Regions from separate parts of the Mus musculus genome. Here all the other regions are linked to region 1. Evidence: chromatin contacts called from public HiChIP or PLAC-seq and promoter capture Hi-C data. All regions are on one chromosome and are shown on one strand. The core of a region is the stretch at or near the end of the contact, and the rest is flanking DNA. Distances in the headings are between cores, read along the strand shown.

Region 1 (3,256 bases), core at 381-2,880:
TTGCTGGCATGCCAGAGAAGGCACCTCCATTAAGTTTTATTCTGTGGAGAAAGGGAGAAAGTTCTGACAGTGGAAAGAATGTGGGATGTTGAACAAAATGCCTAGGATTCAGTCGTATTCGAGCTATGTAGCATTGGATAAATTCCTGAGCTTTGGTTTGGACGAACAGTAATACTTACACTTACAATGGCAGGGAGCAATAAATAAAGCAAGGATTTAGGAACTATAAAAGAGGGAACTGATATTGACTTGTAGCTCCTGAGGGGTTTGGTCAGACACTGTTCTTTGTTAACTTGCATGCTGTCTCCACGGGTTTGTCTTCAACTGGACACTTTCAGTTCCCGCACATGTCAGCTTCCTCTTCCTGCTCTCTGCAAACGAACACTTTAGTAAGTCACTTAATGATAGTGTTCTTGGACCCAGATAGCTATTTGAGCTCTTTAGGGTCCTCTTACCTGTCATTTACACACAGCTGTCAGATTGACACCGCTGAGCATGTTCGGTTCATGTCGTGACACTGTCCAAATGCCCTCAAGAGCTTCTCACTTTCTAATTATTGAAGTCTTAACTACTAACTAAACTCTTAGTCCTTGGTAAAAACAAAGTGTGGTTTTCAGACGAGTAGCACTCCTCCTTCCTGGGAGCTTGTAAGAAATATAGATTCTCTGGTTTGCTCAGGCCTGCTGAACTAGCAACTCAATTTTATCAACATTTCCAGCTGCTTCCTGTGTCAGCTTTGACTTCAACCTTCCACCCCCCCCCCTTTTCTTTAACTTGAAGCTTCAGTAGTAGAGTTGCCAGATTTAGCAAATAAAAGTAGGAGACATCCAGTAAAATTTGAAAATAATAAATAATGGTTTTAGAATGCTTTAAATCCTTCATGGGACATTTACCTTAAAAATTGGTTGTATGAAATTGAAATTTCTACTGGATGACCTGTAAGTAGTTTGGACAGCCAGTTCATGAGGGTACAGATCCAAGGCTAACTTAACTTTTTTTTCTTTTTTTTTTACTTTCCAGGAGTACAATGCCTTCCCTAACTCAATGTCTAATTAATAGAGGTGAGCTTAAGAGCATTTTCTTTGGGATTTTTGTTTGTTTGGGTTTTTAAATCTACATTTCTTATTCCTAAGAACTAGCAAAATAGTCTTCCTATCATAAAAGACCAATAAATGTTTTTCGGATGAATAAATGAATATATCAAAAGTAATCTTTCAATTATGGACTGGATTGTGTGTGCCTATTTCAATTAAAACAGTATTTTTCCTAATACTTAAAAATGTTTTAAATTGGTACAGCTTTTCACATTTTAGCTGGCAGCGTTCAGGACTTGGTGGGAACAAAGTCATGGGCTCAGAATGTACTCATCGCCAACCGGGTCCATATGGTCATCGTTGACTAGAGAAGGCACCAGACAGAGCAGGATGACAGAAGATAACCATAGCAATCCCACTTTGGAGGCGCTGCGCACGCGCACAGCGGCGCTCAGGCCGGCGCTCAGGGGGAGGGAGGCGGAGCTCCGGGGGCGCGTGCGCGGCGGCCTAGGCTGAGGAGGCGGAGCTCCCAGGCGTGTGCGCAGTGGCTCGGCTCCCGGGAGGCGGAGCTCCGGGGCGCGTGCGCGGCGGCCTGGGCGGCGGGGCCCCTCCCTTGGCGGGGGCGCGCGGCGCGGAAGACCGCTCGGAAAGGGGGAAGTCAGGTGGCCGCTGCTGCCACCAGCGCCACGGTCTGTCGCCAGAAGGAAGATGGCGGATCTGGAGGAGCAGTTGTCCGATGAGGAGAAGGTAGGTGCCGCGGCGGTGAGGAGCCGGGCGGGCGGGAGGGCGGGAGAGGTGAGTGCCGAGGCGCGAGGGCCGGAGTCTGACCCCGGGCGGGCTCCGGTGGTGGGCCGCACGCCTGCGCTTCCCGAGCGGGGTGCTGCCCGGGCTCCCCGAGGCCGGGCCCCTCCGCTCCTTGTAGGGTGTGTGCTCCGAAAATAGGAAGCGGAGCCCGGCGGCCGCGGGCGGGAGCGGGGGCGGCGGGACCCGGCCCTGGGGGTCCGGGCTCGGGAGCGGCCGACGGCGGAGCGGCGCCGCCTGGCCTGGGGCTTTCGCCGTGAGGCGGGCGGGCGGGGAAGACGGCATAGCCGACCCTCACTTTTTCCTGCAGTTTCTCCTCCCCAACGCGAAGTGCTTCCTGGTTCCCCAGGGTGTTTCCTTCCCTCCGGAGGTCGCCGTCTCCACATCCCGCCCCTTCCCCCCCACCCCCCGCCATCTATTTCTTTTATTAATATTGTCATTACCTTTTTTTTTTTTTTAATTGCTGCTCCCATGTTCCCCGGAAGGCAGTATTGTTCACAAAGACACCCCTCCCTCCCATAGTTATTTTCTGCCCAACTTGGCTGCTTCCCCCTCTTGGGGCAGATTTGGTGACATCCCATCTTCCTGATAGGACCAACTCTGAAGAGGGCGAGCGGGTGCAACTCCTTTTACTGTGTGTTAAATGCTGTGACAGCATTAGGACCAAATGCACGACTCAAGTTCTCACATTTGTGATACGAAATCTGATCATTGAACTAAGGCTCTTGCCCATTTTCTTTGGCGACTGAGGAGACCGCGTACCAAGGGGCAAGTAGTGTGAGGGGGAACGCCATACGTTTTGAGTATTTTCTGGAAAAGACCGGGACGTTTTTTTCAAACTTAGACTTAACTGACATATGAGTGTGCTGCCCTTTGGAAATGTCTGATCTTAGCTTGTTTTTAAGTTCCAAATGAAGTACACCCATGTGGGAAACAGAACTCAGTTCTAGTAGGGTGTTAGAGAAACACTAAGGATATTTTCAGTTGGGACCCTCTCCTTTTATACTGCACCAGAATTAGTGTTCTCTTTCTCTTTGGTTGTTCAGAACTCAGCCTCTTTTATGGTTTTGGAAGTGTTCTGGCTTTCTCGTTTGTGCCCTTGGATGAAATGGTGATAACTTAACAAAATGGGGACAAGCATACCTTACTTTAATTCACAGAATTAGACCCTAAGTCGCTAAAAGTTGCTGTACAGTGTTTACATTTGTAGCATTGAATAGTTTAAAGCTATTTATTGAAAATATACCAGCGCATTACAAGAAAAATAGCGTTTCAGATTCAAAGTTCTTGAAGCGATTTTTTTCATGTTTTGTGTACTTTCATATAATTATTAGGAGGAGCTCAATTGGCTTGGAAGATAGTGAGAAGAGAATTGTTAGGGTGGGAATTAATGTAGATTTGCCATGTTGTTGGAAAGGCCC
Region 2 (3,190 bases), core at 259-2,758, 280 kb before region 1:
AATCTTCTCCCAAGCTGGCCTCGAACTGGAATGCTGGGATTAAAGACATCAGCTGCTTCCCCCCAGTCCAGTACGAGCTTTGCTACCTGTAGTGGCTATTCCTGGTTGTCAACTTGACTATATCTGGAATGAACTACAATCTAGAATTGGAGGATCACCAGTGATCCTAATCTGGAGGCTGGGAGAAGTTTCTGACCTGGATATTGGAATGGAGATCTTAAGGCATACTGGCTATGAATTCCAGAAGATTAAGACAGGGAGATCTCTAGGTTCAAGGTCTTCTGGGATTAAAGGCGTGATGGCACACACCTTTAATCTGGGTTACACCTTCTGCTGGAGACCTACATAAGGACATTGGAAGAAGAAAGATACACTCTATCTTCTTTGCCTGCTTGCCTTATAGAACTGAGCAACTACTAGATCCTTGGGCTTCCATTCACACCTGCTGCTGACCATTGTTGAGGAGTTGGACTACAGACTGTAAGTCATTAATAAATTCCCTTACTATATAGAGGCTACCCATAAGTTCTGTGACTCTAGAGAACCCTAACTAATACACTACCCAAAGGCACATGCTTCAACAGTAAGTGGTATTGCTTGGTTCCTCCTTACTCCTTCATCAAAAATGAGTTCTTCTTTTATACAACTGTATAAAATCTTGGAGAAACACAAGACTACCATGAGGGTGAAAATCTTAAACCCGCCTCTTCCTTAGGGCAAACATCTATCCTCTGTCTCAATCTTTTTACATATTCCTCTTTCTCTGTGTGTCTCTGTGTCTCCTTTTCTTTGACTCTTTCCCTCCCTTCCTTCTTCTCTTCCTCTCCCTCTTCTCTTTCCTTTCCCAGATCATTCTAAATGCCCCTTTAAGAGCCACCTCTTAGTATTTCATAGTAATAACTTTTTGGCTCCCAGTTTTAGAGATTTTGGTTCGTGATCAGATGACCCATGGCTTTGGACTAGTGACAGCACGCAGTGACAGAAATGCAAAATAGAGCAAAAGCACTCACACAGCAGCCAGAAATGGATATCAAAGGAGCTGTGATCCCACAATCCCCTTCAAAAGCACTCTTGGTGTTCTGAAAGGCTCCTGCTACACTCTTCCTCCTAACAGGACCAAGCTAAGACCCAAGTCTGTAACTTGAACCTTTGGGGTCATACTTCACATCTGCCCCTAAGTTGTGCTTTCAATGTAAAAGAAAATCTTCCAGGAGAGCAAAGCACCATCTAGCATGTCCGAGTCACATTTAAAGGCAGCATCTTGGCTGCCAATCATGCCCTAACAAATAAAATTTACAACACAAACAAATAAACAAAAAAACAGTTTTTGTTGCTCTTACTATTCTAAGATCTTAAGTATTTTAAGTAAATTATTTCATTTGCTTTATTGTGCCAAAATCTTTTTCAAAAACAATAAAAAAGAACAATTGCATGTTTCCTTCTATGATGAAGGCTGGATTCTACACGGAAGATGGTCAATGAAAACCAGTGCGTAGACTGCCATCTACTGGACAACCAGAAAACGAACTGCTGAGGAGACCTAGCAAGTCTTCCACAAACAGGAATCATGCTGCAAATGTAGCTACCTCAGTTTCCCCGACCTCAGTTTCCACTCCTTCCAGTTTCCCGTCCCTAACTCCCCTCTCACCCAGATCCACTCCTCCTCCATTTTTCTTCAGGAAAGAATAGGCCTCCCAGGGATCTCAACTAAACATGGCATAACAAGTTACAATAAGACTAAGCAAATATCCTCACATCAAGGCTGGACAGGGCAGCCCAGCAAGAAGAAAGGGTCGCAAAGGCAGGCAAAAGAGTCAGAGACAGCCACTGCTCTCACTGCTAGGAATCCACGAGAGGCCAAGATACCATAATGTGTTTGTGGAGGGCCTAGTTAGACCTACACAGGCTCCCTGATTGTTAATCCAGTCTGTCAGGCCCTATGAGCCCAGGTTAGTTGACTCTGTAAGTTTTCTTGTGGAGCCCTTGACCTCTCTGTCTCCTACCATCCTTCCTCCTCCTCTGCAGGATTCCGTAAGCCCTGCCTAATGTTTGGCTGTGTGTCTCTGCATCTGTTTCCATCAGGTGCTCGATGAAGCCTCTCTGATGGCAATTATGCTAGGCTCCATTCTACAAGCATATCAGAATATCATTTGGAACCATTTTGTTTGGTTGATTGGTTGGTTTGGTTAAAGAGAATTTTTTTTTGTTGTTGTTGTTGCTTTGGTTTGGTTGTTGTTTGTTTCCTGTGTGTTCTGTTTGGTTCTATCCTAGACCTCTGGGCTATCCACCCTCTGTGTCCTGACCCTCCAGGCAATGTCAGGGGTGGGCTCCCTCTGGTAGGATTGGGTCTCAAGCTGGACTAGTCATTGGTTGGCCACTCCTACAGTTTCTGAGATACCTTTATCCCACGTAGATAAATTGTAGGTTGAAGGTTTTGTGGCTGAGTTGGTGGAAGTCTTGCCTGATTACAGGAGATAGCTGGTTCAGGCTCTGCATCCCTCATTATTGGGAGTCTTAGCTAGGGTCACCCTCATAGACTCTTGGGAGTTTCCATTGCACTATGTTTCTAGTTAATCCCCAAGATATCCCCAACTTTAGTTGTCTTTCCTGGTATTATCTCCCTGCCAGGACTACTCCCACCTGATCCCTCCTGTTCCAGTCCCAACCTAAGAAAGGCAGCAATCTGAATAAATCAGCGAACACATAGGAACCTGTAAGCACAACCATGTTCTGGTTTTTGAAACGGTTATGTTTAAAGGAGTGTGCATTTCCATTTACAATGTTCATACTTGCTGACTACAGAGCCACTGGAGCTATACAAATGAAATGATCTTCAAATTGTGGTTCCTGGATAGACCCAGGGAGCAGAGACAACCTATAACTTCATGTGATAGAGGAAAAATGTATATGAGAATGTTCCCTTTCCCCAACATAGCAACAGAATATGGCATTCACTGTAACCACATATTATGAATGTATACTGTACAAACCTTGTTAAAACTATACACAGAAAATGGAACTCTACTTTCTAAGGACTTCAGCTCACTCATACACCAAATTTCTGGGTTTTTTTTTCATTTTTTTATTAGATATTTTCTTCATTTACATTTTAAATGCTGTCCCGAAAATCCCCTATACCTTCCCGCCGCCCCCCCCCCCCGTATACACCGAATTTCTAATGAAAAGCTTA
Region 3 (3,085 bases), core at 382-2,881, 440 kb before region 1:
TGTGTACACAGCTAGCATAATTCAACTACACATCTCCAGATACTGTTCAATATTTTATATAGCAGTGTGCTACCATCACTAAAAACAACAACAACAATAACAACAACAAAACCCCCCACTAAAACAAAAGAATTTCCTGTTACTTTTTTTTAATAAAAATGTATCTTTAGTAGTGTGAGTGTGTGTGTGTGTGCACATGAGTATGGGTGCACATGGATACTAGAAGAGTGTGTTAGGTCCCCTGGAGCTGGAATTATAGGCAGTATTGGGCTGCCTGCCCACTGTGGGTGCATGGGACCAAACTCAGGTGCTCTGCAAGAGCATTACACACTTTTATCCAGTGAACCATGTCTCTGATTGAACATGTTTAACCTCCTCAGGTCACATTCATTTGAAAATGACTGCTAATAAGAGGGAAAACTTAGGAAGCATATTTAAGATGTTCTCAAGTGCATCCTGAAAACTCTGCCGAAAATGCTTTTCCTCTTAGCATGTGTATCTTAGTTACTTTCTGTTGCTCTGATAAAACATCATGGCAAGAAACTCCTTGAGGAAGAAACCGTCTATTTTGGCTTATGATTGGAGAGAGAGGGGTCCATACAATGAGTGTAGACACGGCAACTGGCAGCCAAACTGCATCTGAGGGATCACGGTTTCAACTCCAGTTGGCAGAGAAAGCCAACTAGAGCTGGTTCAGGTGAGGTTGTAAACTCTCAGAGCCTACCCTCAGTGACATCTTCTAGCATGGCTCTACTTCATAACGGTTCCATAACCTCCTGAATGGCGCCACCAGCTGGGTACCAAGTGTTTATATGGATGAACCTGTGGGAGATGTTGCTCATTCAAATCACCATGATGTGTAGATAATTTAAGAGATGAGGATGTTAAAGGTATCCACCTTGCTGGCATCTGTGCCAGCTAGTTACACCAGGTTATGTATGTGTGCATGTGAAATTTCCCACCTTTACATACACTTATTTTGGGCAAACACTGCCATTCCCTGTCGCTGAAGAGGATCTATATCTCTTTACTTAGAAAGCATATGTACACACACACACACTCACACACACAGTGGAGGAAATTGATCTATTTAGCTATTATCATTTGAAAAGCAGGAACTTTTTTTATTTAACACGTATACATCTTAAGATAATTGAGAAAGTGCTTCTACCAAGTATATTTTTGGGTGCAGGACGACAGACTAATGATGTGAGTTTCTCTGTAGGCAGCATCTATTTAACAAACCTTCAAAAGAGCACCTTTTATCTAGCAGGCCACTTGAAGGAAACAAGAATGTAAAAGAAAGGGTGGTGAGCACCTAACAGTGAAATAAAAGGAGACAACTACATGGCCCTTGTGGAGATTGCTCAACAATGGGTTTCAATGAAATAAGAGAGGAGAACCACACAGCCCAGAACACATCATCAAGCCCGATAGTCAATTGAAAATTAAGTCTCTCCACTCCTTCTTTTGTTTGTAATTAATGGCTCGATGGCAGGGTGTCATTTTCTACTCCCCTTGCAAACCAAGGAGGTAGAAACCCTGGCAAGATAAATACTCTGACCACTAGGTGTGTTTTCGTTTCTTCTGGTTGCTGGGATATGCGGGGCTGGCAAACGGTGTTCCCAGTCATTTTAGGAACGCCCCTTCTTTCCTCTTCTCCTTAACAAGGTTAGTGAGATTCGTGCGGCTGCATTGGGAAGGGCCTTATCACTGCCGGGTGATCGCTGTTCCAGCCCTGGACAATGAGGGTTCATCCAAAAGCACGGCTTCCTTTCTGCTCTGGACAGGAAGCCCTGCCTGTGTCAGCCGCGAATGCCTCACGCAGTGCCTGGCCAGGCAGCAGCTGGAGAGCTGAGAGGAAAACAATTTCTAGACCTGGTGTTTGTGCAATAAAAGACCGGGTGGTGATGCGATGGGAAAGCTAAAGGGGAAGTTCGGAAATCGTTCACTGTTGTGATAATTTGCCTGGGACGGAGAGAATTGTGAGATTCAGAGGAGAACTCACAAACAAGAGGTTGCCTTCTGTCCAGCCCTAGTATGAGGCTTGCTGTAGGCTGTTATGTAAGGTTGGTTGATTATCACTGGGAAGCCCGCTCTTTTCTGGAAGGAAATGGAGGACTAGTGGATGTGGGGAGACAGGAGGTACTGGGGCGGAGGACTGGGGGAGAGGAGTAGAAAGGGAAACTGAGGTTGGGCTATATTGTAGAGAAGGATGAAGAAGAAAAGCACCTCTCAAGCTAAGAAAACTAAGACGTGGGGAAATGAAGGTACAGTAAATCTCCATCTTAGCCTAGTAAATGCATTTAGAGGGATTTGCGCCTCAGACCAAAGTCCTAGAAGTGGGGTTTGAACTCTTGAATTCTGATGTTCAGTTACAGAAGACTGAATTGCGTCCCACAATCAACAGTGTGTATGGAATGTTGTTAAGACATCACCCGCAGAGACAGTTAAAATGATAAACGGCAGCAATTGCGTTCCCTGTATATTTTATTTCCAACTGCATCACTGGAAAGAGAGGCGTCGATTGTGAGATTTGTTAGGATTCCTTCAGATGCCCCAGAGAAGGGAGTGAACACTGTCTTCAGTGTCCTGGAGCTGAAACAATGAGGAGAGAACACAGGACAGGTTCCTGCCATAGTTAAGGATTTGGACCTAGTGTTCTCTGCAAGCCTGGGGCTGCTAAGGCATGGGGGTGGGGTGGGGGGAATAAAAGGGTCAAAGCAAGGTCACAGAGAAAATATCTATATTTGGATGAAGAAAAGAGAAGAAAAATAATTTCACTAACTCCACATCTAGATAAAAAAAATCAAAGGAATTTAATAAATCTAGAGGCCTAGGGATGAACAGGGACTCGGTTGAGGCAGAAGGGAGGGGCAGAAATATGCATGGGCAATTAAAACTGGAGAGTTGGCAACGCTTTAGTAGTTGAGAGACAATTTTCGCAGACAAATGAAAGCTGAACGCAGACTGGCAGAAGAAGGACTGGCTTGTGGAAGAGCAATCGGTGAGGCAGCCGAGGACACATGCGCAGTTAACCTTTCCAAAAAAACATGGTCGTGGAAGGAAGAGCCAGAGTTTCTGC
Region 4 (2,902 bases), core at 203-2,702, 500 kb before region 1:
TTTAGTACTGCACCTGCTCGTTGAAAGCATGGCTCCTCTGTCATGCATCTCATGGTATCCCATACCCACTGGGACAGCATAATAAATGCCATGCTGAGTGAATGAGGGTAAGAAAGCAATGCTGGAAGAAGTGACACCAGTACAAAAGTCAACCAAATTGGAGAAGAGGAAACAAGCTTCTGTTGTAAATAAGGACTCCTGACTGAGAAAGAACACACAAAACCCATCTCTCCTGGCAAGCACAAAACCCAAAGGGAAACTTCAGAAGTATTCAAAGATACCCGCTTACTATTATATGAAATTGGGTCAGAGAACCATGTACCTACTGCCTAGACAACCTACCCACATAGCACAAGTCTAGTTAATGAGTGAAAACACTAAATTATTGAAGGATTATAGAAGGATTTTTAAGGTCAGTTTTTATGACTATTAAGAATGTAGTCACCTATATGTCACCCTATGGTGATTAAAGCTACCAAAGGTTATATAAACCAAAAGACACAGGAAAATATTTTAAATTGCTCATAACAAATGAGGCATATAAAATCAACTTTATTAAGAAGTATTTTAAGCGCTGGGCAGTGGTGGCACACACCTTTAACCCAGCACTTGGAAGGCAGAGGCAAGCAGATTTCTGAGTTTGAGGCCAGTCTGGTCTACAGAGAGAGTTCCAAGCCAGCCAGAGCTACACAGAGCAACCCTGCCTCAGGAAAAAAAAAAAGTATTTTAAGCATAGATAGAATCATACTGCCATTTGGGAAAATACCCAACTTCCTTCCCTTTGAAATCTGAGAGAATGTATATGTTCATAAGCTGGTTTAAAATATAACATTTAGAAATTAGAAACAAAATTCCTGTTGAAGTTTAACTTATATATACCCAGCGACCAAACAAGTCACACCCTTAACAGAGATGTGTTTGTATCTTCACCAAAACACATAGAAGTTTTGGTGGCAGCACGTTTCAGAATGTGCCAGACTGCAGAGAACTCAAATAAGCATCACCAATAGGATGCACTATCCAGGACTGCACATTTTCAAACATTAGTGAAATTAAGATGCATGATTACAACCTCAAGCAACATTATGGACAAACCTCAGAAATTACATTGAGTAGAAGGAGGCAGACCCATAAGAAGTATCATGTCTTGTTCAAGTACAGCTCAAAGGAATCAAAATTAATATGACTTTTCATGCTGTGTGATGATAACCCTGGTGACCTGGATTTGGGGGTTATGGTTGTGAATGGGGGGATAGGTGATGTTAGGAGGATAGGTATGGATAGGGGACATACGGGTGGCTGGAACACAGTGGGCACTGGTTTTTGTTTTGGGTGTCACTCCCTGTATCTTCGCTTTGCAAAACCTCACAGGTTTGCTAATGGATTAAAGAAGACTTTGCCTTGGTGAAGCCCCATGTTCAGTCATTTGACTGGCTGGCTCCCTGTATCTTTGATCTGGTTTTGTGGCCGGCACATGACTCACCAGCAAACATTTAGGCTTACCTTTTATACACAGTATCTGGATACTTTCTGACAAACATTAATTAAAGTCATCTCCTTTTATAGGAGTTGGCTTCTCTAATTAAAACAAAGTGATTCTTTCCAAGGTCTGAGCAGAAGTGAGTTCCAGAGGGTACTCAATTACATACGCCTCCACCTGCCTCTCAGGGCTCCCACCCTTTTAGACAGCTAGTTTACAGATAGCTACTGACACCACTAACTCCCAACTTTTTACATCTGGCTACAGAATAAACAAAGTCCTTTCTGTTGCTTCCATACAGAAATGCTAAGATAAACTGATATTTGTTTTATAATAAATTCTAAGAAAAGAAGTGCCAATAGAAATGAAATCTAAAAACCAAATTGAACCTGCATAGAGGAGGGTATAATTCCAATAGCTATTTCTCATCCTGTCAGTTTTAAAACAGTTCTAATCCACATTTTTTTTCAAAAGCTGCCCCAATTTTGGGAAGGAATGCAATTTAGCTTTCTTTTCTGTTAGCTTCATTTTAACCTGTTGATATATGAACAAAGTTCACAGATTCAAGTAAAGTTGTTAAATGAGAACAAATCTATACCTAAGTAGGGGAAAGACTCCAAACACTATATCTTTTCTCAGAGCAATTATTTAAATTGACCTAACAGCATTCTTACAAGGATTTATGTAATGTAAAGATCTATGAGTGCACTGTAGTCCTTCGCAGACACCAGAGGAGGGCATTGGATCTCACTACAGATGGTTGTGAGCCACCACGTGGTTGCTGGGAATCGAACTCAGGACCTTTGGAAGAGCAGTCAGTGCCCTTAACCACTGAGCAATCTCTCCAGCCACCTGACTAAACAACTTTTCTTTTTAATTTTTTTATTAGATATTTTCTTAATTTACATTTCAAATGCTATCCCAAAAGTCCCCTATACCCTCCCCCCGCCCTGCTCCCCTACTCACTCACTCCCACTTCTTGGCCCTGGTGTTCCTCTGTACTGGGGCATATAAAGTTTGTAAGACCAAGGGGCCTCTCTTCCCTGTGATGGCCGACTAGGTCATCTTCTGCTACATATGCAGCTAGAGACACGAGCTCTGGGGGTAAACAACTTTTAAACATTGACTCCAATAGCCTGGCTAAGTTCTAGCTGAAAGAAAACTCAAAAACATAGCTATGGGTTCCCAAAGCATTGAGAAGATATGCTGCACATATAAGTCAGCCACAAACACAGGTTGGAAACTACACACACACACACACACACACACACACACACACACACAGAGGGAGAAGAAATTTTGAAGAGAATAAATATGTGAGTGAGAAATTAACTCTTTGGTGCACAACGTCAACTCTTTTGTATTTAGATTTCCAAGTAGTAATATTTTGATCAATCCCTGTGTAGCTTTTTATCATATAAC

Evidence for each region. Promoter capture Hi-C pulls out the DNA fragments that hold promoters and counts their contacts. HiChIP or PLAC-seq counts read pairs in DNA pulled down with a chosen protein or histone mark.
Region 2: a promoter capture Hi-C map of 3T3-L1-derived adipocytes shows a contact between it and region 1, with 5 times the contacts expected there. The contact joins the enhancer-like site here to the promoter of Capza2 in region 1. A contact is called at or near these places in 9 of 39 promoter capture datasets (the 3T3-L1 cell line, 3T3-L1-derived adipocytes, the C10 cell line and 4 more), 1 of 15 datasets of contacts at CTCF or cohesin (the NIH/3T3 cell line), 9 of 115 datasets of contacts at active chromatin or transcription factors (the NIH/3T3 cell line, bone marrow-derived dendritic cells, bone marrow-derived macrophages and 6 more) and 2 of 9 other capture datasets (adipose tissue and pancreatic islet).
Region 3: a promoter capture Hi-C map of liver shows a contact between it and region 1, with 2.0 times the contacts expected there. The contact joins the promoter of D830026I12Rik here to the promoter of Capza2 in region 1. A contact is called at or near these places in 3 of 39 promoter capture datasets (the 3T3-L1 cell line, the SN4741 cell line and liver).
Region 4: a contact with region 1 is called in a FOXA1 HiChIP or PLAC-seq map of pancreatic cancer cells. The contact joins the enhancer-like site here to the promoter of Capza2 in region 1. A contact is called at or near these places in 3 of 39 promoter capture datasets (cranial neural crest, liver and maxillary cranial neural crest), 1 of 15 datasets of contacts at CTCF or cohesin (the NIH/3T3 cell line), 1 of 484 Hi-C or Micro-C datasets (muscle stem cells) and 3 of 115 datasets of contacts at active chromatin or transcription factors (bone marrow-derived macrophages, embryonic stem cells and pancreatic cancer cells).

The regions. Positions count from the first base shown.
Region 1 is chr6:17,635,380-17,638,635 of GRCm38.p6, forward strand. It overlaps Capza2 (capping protein (actin filament) muscle Z-line, alpha 2), which reads left to right and starts at 1,631. Exons shown (of 10, transcript NM_007604.3): 1 at 1,631-1,781. The coding sequence starts at 1,743.
Region 2 is chr6:17,357,918-17,361,107 of GRCm38.p6, forward strand. No RefSeq gene overlaps it. Among named protein-coding and RNA genes, the nearest start is that of Gm46953, 22 kb to the right of the region's middle. Within about 2 kb of position 1,509, at least 10 of the 459 cell types and tissues checked have an H3K27ac peak or open chromatin away from gene starts, as enhancers often do. A contact at or near this core is called in 3T3-L1-derived adipocytes, adipose tissue and pancreatic cancer cells, where this site is marked.
Region 3 is chr6:17,196,120-17,199,204 of GRCm38.p6, forward strand. It overlaps D830026I12Rik (RIKEN cDNA D830026I12 gene), which reads left to right and starts at 1,632. Exons shown (of 3, transcript NR_102305.1): 1 at 1,632-1,671. It overlaps Gm52892 (a long non-coding RNA gene), which reads right to left. Exons shown (of 2, transcript XR_003956407.1): 2 at 2,797-3,085.
Region 4 is chr6:17,133,864-17,136,765 of GRCm38.p6, forward strand. The region is part of intron 1 of Gm4876 (predicted gene 4876); the gene reads right to left. Among named protein-coding and RNA genes, the nearest start is that of Gm4876, 37 kb to the right of the region's middle. Within about 2 kb of position 1,453, at least 8 of the 459 cell types and tissues checked have an H3K27ac peak or open chromatin away from gene starts, as enhancers often do. A contact at or near this core is called in pancreatic cancer cells, where this site is marked.